Regions from separate parts of the Muntiacus reevesi genome. Here region 2 is linked to region 1. Evidence: chromatin contacts called from public Hi-C data. All regions are on one chromosome and are shown on one strand. The core of a region is the stretch at or near the end of the contact, and the rest is flanking DNA. Distances in the headings are between cores, read along the strand shown. Region 1 holds the start of SIDT2 (SID1 transmembrane family member 2). Region 2 holds the start of ZPR1 (ZPR1 zinc finger).

Evidence for each region. Hi-C and Micro-C count contacts between places; a contact is called where the count stands out from the background.
Region 2: a contact with region 1 is called in a Hi-C map of muscle, with 5 times the contacts expected there. The contact joins the promoter of ZPR1 here to the promoter of SIDT2 in region 1. A contact is called at or near these places in 2 of 3 Hi-C or Micro-C datasets (blood and muscle).

What each region holds. Positions count from the first base shown.
Region 1 is chr9:63,906,963-63,910,119 of mMunRee1.1, reverse strand. It overlaps SIDT2 (SID1 transmembrane family member 2), which reads left to right and starts at 1,722. Exons shown (of 26, transcript XM_065944517.1): 1 at 1,722-2,449. The coding sequence starts at 2,267.
Region 2 is chr9:64,318,720-64,321,876 of mMunRee1.1, reverse strand. It overlaps ZPR1 (ZPR1 zinc finger), which reads right to left and starts at 1,687. Exons shown (of 14, transcript XM_065945237.1): 1 at 1,486-1,687; 2 at 1,140-1,301; 3 at 647-737; 4 at 200-270. The coding sequence starts at 1,656.

The sequences.
Region 1 (3,157 bases), core at 473-2,972:
TCCCTTGGACTGCAAGGAGATCCAACCAGTCTATCCTAAAGGAAATCAGTCCTGAATATTCATTGGCAGGACTGATGCTGAAGCTGAAACTCCAATACTTTGGCCACCTGAAGCGAAGAACTGACTCATTGGAAAAGACCCTGATGCTGGGAAAGACTGAAGGCAGGAGGAGGATGAGATGGTTGGATGGCATCACTGACTCGATGAACATGAGTTTGAGCAATCTCTGGGAGTCGGTGATGGACAGGGAAGCCTGGCATGCTGCAGTCCATGGGGTTGCAAAGAGTCAGACACGACTGAGCAACTGAACTGAACCGAACTGAACTGACTGAAATTACTCAGTGCTCACTGTGGAGAGTGGCTGCAGCCTGAGGGCTGCCAAATCATACAGGGGTTCTTCTTCTTGAGTGCCCTTATGGCTCAGGAATTAACTTTTGGAAGTCCTGAATTGCTGACGACTATGGCATCCTTGTTTACTGACATGACAGGAAATATTCCATTTCTCATTTCTTTCTTTCCCTCTTTCTTTTTAGTACTTGTCTATATGCTGGAATTAGAGGGAAATGATATGTTATTTAAAAGGCCACCTGTAGTTCAGAGATGGGTGTGTGAATTGCTCAGTTGTGTTCGACTCTTTGTGACCCATAGACGATAGCCTGCCAAGCTTCTCTGTTTGGAGTTCTCTGGCAAGAATACTGGAGTGGGTTGCCATTCCCTTCTCCAGGGGATTTTTTCAATCTAGAGATCAAACTCGGATCTCCCACACTGCGGGCAAATTCTTTACCATGCGAGCTACCTGGGAAGCCTGTAATTCAAAGATACTCATTACTAAATTTCATGCATTTGTCAATGTTTTTCTATGTATTTGGAAAACTTACTGTTTGTATAGTGTCATACCCTGAATTCTTTGCTTTCATATTCCTAAAAGTCTTAGGCGTCACTTTCCATGGCTTCATGATAATAGTGCACTTAACCACTCCTTCATTGTGGACATTTAAGCTGTTTCCTTTATGCTCTATGTAAGTATCACAGTGATAAGCATATTTGCCCACACAATTTTTTTTTATCTGTATTTCTTATTTCCTTAGAATAGTGCCCCAGAAGTGGAATTACTGGTCAAAGAGTGTAAAGCTCTTTAAGCTTCTTAAGATATGGTGCAAAAATAATTTGTAGAAAAGGTTTCACTAATTTATAAAGTCACTATCTTTCAATGAGCTTTGTAGCTGCCTCATCAGCGAGAAAGGCAAGCTTTGAAAGCATCCTTGAAGCTATGTGGCCGCTGCAGGGAGGCGAGAGGGTTCCTCTAGCGGTTCTGTCTGGGCTCCCCCTCCGCGGGCACTTTCCTAGTTCTTAGAAATTTTTCTTTTCTTAGGATCATTGGAAGAAAAAAAAAGGTCCAGGAGTGTTAGTGGTAATGGCAGCGTTGAAGGGGTGAGGGTAATCCTTATGTTTGAGAAAGAGAATTTGTCAGCGAGAATTCAATTCTTGGAGATCCTTCACGGAGCCATCCATCTAATCCAAAGTGACCTTTCAGAGACGGGAAAGATAATGAAAGAGGAGGCGGCAACAGGATACGAGCGGGAGAAGCCTCCAGCTGGAAAGCGGCGGCCCCTTTAAAACCCAATTCGAGGCCTGGCCCTTTAAATCCGTGTCAGTTTCCCCTGACGTCACCGGGCGGGCCGGCAGTCCTACTGTTTACCGCCCCGCGGCGTCGCTCACTCCCCGGAGTTCAGAGCGCCGAAGCCGCCGCGTCTGCCCGCCCTTAAAGGGCCGGCGCCCGAGAGAACTGGCGGCGCCGCGCGGCGTCGGGTCGCTACCTCCTATCACGCCCCTCACCCTCAGACTCTCCGCCCCTTCGCGGCCGGCCGGGCCACCGGCTTCCCCTCCCTCCCTCGCTTCCCCCTTTCCCCTGCGGCGTCTCCAGGCTCCCAGCAACCAGCCGCCTCCCGGCTGTCACGTCCCCGGCGGGCGCCCACCGAGTCTCCCGGCCGTGCTCGGCCCCTGGCGAGCTGGGGCCCCTTCCTGAGGCCCGTCACCTTTCCCCCGGCCCTCCCGCCCCCGGCCGCCCCGTCCCCTCCCTGGTCCCTGAGAGCGCGTCTGCGGCTCCAGGGAGGGGACGCTTCCTAATCTCAGGCCGGGGTTAAAGTTCTGGTCCTGGTGAGATGCTGGAAGCTGCGGCCCAAGCCCCAACCCGCCCTGGAGGTGTCCTGTCGCTTGCCGCCGCCGCCGCCGCCGCTGCCGCCGCCACTGCCACCCTGCCGGGGCCATGTTCGCCCTGGGCTTGCCCTTCTTGGCTCTCTTGGTGGCCTCGGTCGAGAGCCATCTGGGAGTTCTGGGGCCTAAGAACGTCTCGCAGAAAGACGCGGAGTTTGAGCGCACCTACGTGGATGAGGTCAACAGCGAGCTGGTCAACATCTACACCTTCAACCATACCGTGACCCGCAACCGGGTGAGGGAAGGGGCTGGGCTCCGGGCTGGTGGCGAGTGGGGCGAGCCAGCCGACCAGGGCTCTGTCAGTTCCCAAGAACAGCTGCCCCCCTGGGTTTTCCAGAACCACACTGGACCCTTTTGCCAGTAGTTTCCTCCTGTGCTGGGGATGTTTGTTCTGAAGTTACCCCTTGACGGGTTTCTGAAGTTGCCTCATTTCCCCCCTTCTCTTTTTGATCACTTCCTTTCCATCAGCTCTAGTCTGAGCAGGACTGGCCTTGCTCCCTACCCAACACCCAGAATCTTGACGGTGTTGTGGGTCTGGGAGCAAGGAAGCAGATATGCTACTGGGCTTGGCCTAGAAAACCCCAGGAGGATGAGAGTGGCCCAAGCTGAAATGCTCTGCCCAGCGGTTGGGGGTTGCTTATGGCTGAGACTCCCTGGGGAAATGAATGCAGGACTTTCCAGGCTGCTGTTAACTGCTGGGACCTTCCCAGCCTTCATCCTCCCTTGGAAAGCCAGATGGCCTTGAAAGTTGAAGCTGGTGGGGATACAGCCAACCCCAGGGTGGGTGGGAGGGGAGAGGGAGTTTGCCTACCGTGGAGAAACTTCCCCACTCTGCTTTCTCTTTCATTTCCTCCCCACCTGTGAGCTGAGCTAGGGGCATAGCTGGGTCTGGGAAGTTCAGACCCAAGGTGGGGCTGAAATTGGGAGAACTCTTGCCCCAGCC
Region 2 (3,157 bases), core at 438-2,937, 410 kb before region 1:
AATGTACAGTGGAGGAGGGGAAGTGGAAAGGACAGTGGTACAACATAATGTAACATCCAGGCAGCTATAGCATCACCATTCGCTTCCCCTCAAGGTTCTCTAACATTCAGTCAGAGACAGTTCAGCCACATGGGAAGGTGAACAAGTGTACAGAAGAAATTATTCCCTGAGCTGCTGCAAGGAGAAAACCCCAGCTCACCCTTCGAGTGGGCTGATCCTGCTCCAGGCCAGAGATAGCACGGCTGATCAATCCTTCAACAGTAGTCAGAGCTGGTGAGTAAGAACAAAAGACAGGTCAGGCTTCGCTTTGCCATCAAGTGCCTGTATGACCCTGGGCAGTTCATTGAACCGTCTGGGCCTTGACTTCACCTATAAACTCAAGGAGGCAGGGGACAAAGTTCCATTCACCTCTAGTTAAGAGTGATTATTACAGACAATTCTGTAATAAGTACATCACAGTGTTACTATCACTATATACTACCTTAAGCTACTTTATCTAAGCGCTCTGCTTAGGTTAAACCAATGAAGATCACAAGGATGTGGCCAAATCCATACATAAGCCACTACACCTGGCACCAAGAGTTCTGCAAGACAGTAAGATTCAGGCCAGGCATGAACAGCGCAAACACTCTGATCTTAAATATACCTCCTTTCTGGCTGAAGGCAGGAATTTCAAAATCCAGCTCTGGGATCCTAGTGGTGGCAGAGTCAGTCTTCACTACTTCTCTATCCATGTCCTGGGCAGAATGAAAGACCTTCAGTCCACAGAAGTCAACAATACTGGAGTCCCCAGCCCAGCTGTTTTCTTTCCTCTCCCCACTGGGGGCAGTCCAGACTGCTCCTGTGGAATAGCACCTCGATGTGAACCAGCCACCCAAATGGCTAGAATACTATTCATAACTACTGCTCATTTGATACCTTCTGATACTACTGCTTCATTTGATACCTTACAAAGCAGGTTCACAAGTCTTACCGCACCTGAGCAGATGATGGCACCAACGCCATTTTACAAAGGAGGAAACTGAGGCTTGGACCCTTAAGTGGATTTATTTGAGGTCCGACCACCTGGACGGAAGCTCCGACTCCAGTCCCCAAGCTTTCTCTAGGACACCAGGGTAACTGCCCTGGGCCCCTCTCACCTCCTGAGCCCTGACAGTCAAAGTGTAGCGCACTCCCTGGTCCTGGATCCTGCCCGCCGACTGGATCTCTGTGTTGTTCCAGCCACAGTGCTCGCAGGAAAAGGAGCTCACGATTATTTCTCTGAAGAAGGGGATCTTGGTGAGCAGGAGGCGCGTCATGCCCTGTGGAAGCAGAAAACAGTTAAGGAGAGTACCAATGAAACTCCCAACCCCCCATCTTTACTGAGCCCCAAGAGTGCCTCGCCTCCAGGTCCCCAGCTGGGCCAGCCTGCCAGGATCGCCGACCCCCGCTCCTCCCCGACTCTGCCCAACCCTCCAGCCGCCCGCGGCCGCTCTCTCGCCTCACATTGCGGTAGCAGTTCATGCACAGCGACTCGATCTCAGTGGGCTGCTGCTCCTCGTCTTCAGCATTGATAGGCCGGAACAAGTGCCCCGGCCCGGGATCCCGAGCCGGGGCGGGCGAGGGAGCGGCAGCCGCCGCCGGGAGCCCAGGCTCTACAGCCCCACCGGCCGACATCACCACGCGAAGATCAGGCCTCAACTTCCGGCTTTTGCCTCCCTCTCTTGGCCCCACCCCTTCCTCCGGCACTTCCGCCAGCTACGCCCACACCCTCCCGCCCCGCCCCTTCTTAAAGAGGCCGCGGACGCCTCTCGGAGACCTATCCGGCCTGGTTTACCGGTCATGCCTTGAGAAGTCAGCTGGGTCCAGGCTTTGTTTCTATTTCATTTCCGGCGTCACTGCCTCCAGAGGGTCTTCTCAGTCCCAGGGCAGTTTTATTGATCCTTTGCAATAGATCCGTCGCACAGGGTTCTAACTGTTGGTCCACAAGTCTAACTACAAGAGCCTTGACCACAAGGGGCCTGGCCATCCATGGGTATCCCCGAGGAGGTGCACTCTGACCTGGATTTGCTTGGATCCACCTTTGGGCCACATGCTGCATCAACTCTAGATCACCCTCCCTTAGTCCCTTGATCACTCTCTCCCTATCTGTTCTTCTCACTCCCTGTTTCTGTCCAAGTAAACCCCTGCCCAAATTCCAGCCGCAAATACACAGCCTTTACCTTTACTCCTGCCGGTCATCCCCACCACATTGGACCTCAGCTGATTCACCCCTCATGGTTTCCTAACAGCCGCCACCAGGAACACCTCTTTGGAGGGTTAAACTTTCCCTAGGCACATTTCCCCCAGTTCAGTTGCTAAATCGAGAGTGTCATGGGAGAGGTCCAGTCTGCAGGCTTATGAAGCCAGACTGAGGTGGGATTCATGCTGTGAGTGTGGCAGTGAGAACCCTGTGCCAGGCAGGTTGAGCTGGAAAAATGCTGCCCAGGATGTCCCAAGGGTACAGGACTGGGTGTGCTCACCCTCTCCTCTTCTTTCCACTTCACCCTCCCTCGATTTCCCAGTGAGCTATAAGGAGTTGGGTTGCTCCCAAGTGGTGAATCTGTACGTAGGGAATGGTGGAGGTGGGGGGATATAAGATTTTGAGGGTTGTCAGTTGAGAAGATTGTCAGTCATAAAAAGAGACATTGTCAAAAAAGAGGCCATTCAAAATCTGGAACAGCAGGGACAACAAAGACTGGCCACCTCAGGAGCCTGTATCTAATGCACACTGTCCTGCGATAAGCAGATGGGTGAGCCATGCAGGTGCAAAGGAAGGGTCTCCAGTGTGCTCAGTTGCATCTTACTCTCTGTGACCCCAAGGACTGCAGCCCGCCAGGCTCCTTTGTCCATGGGATTTCCCAGGCAAGAATACCGAAGCGGGTTGCCGTTTCCTTCTCCAGGGGATCTTCCTGACACAGGGATCAAACCTACGTCTCTCAAGTCTTCTCCATTGACAGGCAGGTTCTTTACCACTAGCGTCACCTGGGAAGCCCAAAGGGTCCCTAGCCCAGGCACAAACAGCCTTCAGCCCAGGCAGAGCAGCAGCCCTCCAAAATTGAACTGGGAGGGGGTCAATGAGAAAGAGTAGCGAGGGACTGGAGAGGGTGACGGGGTGCTTTGGTGATAATGGTGAGGC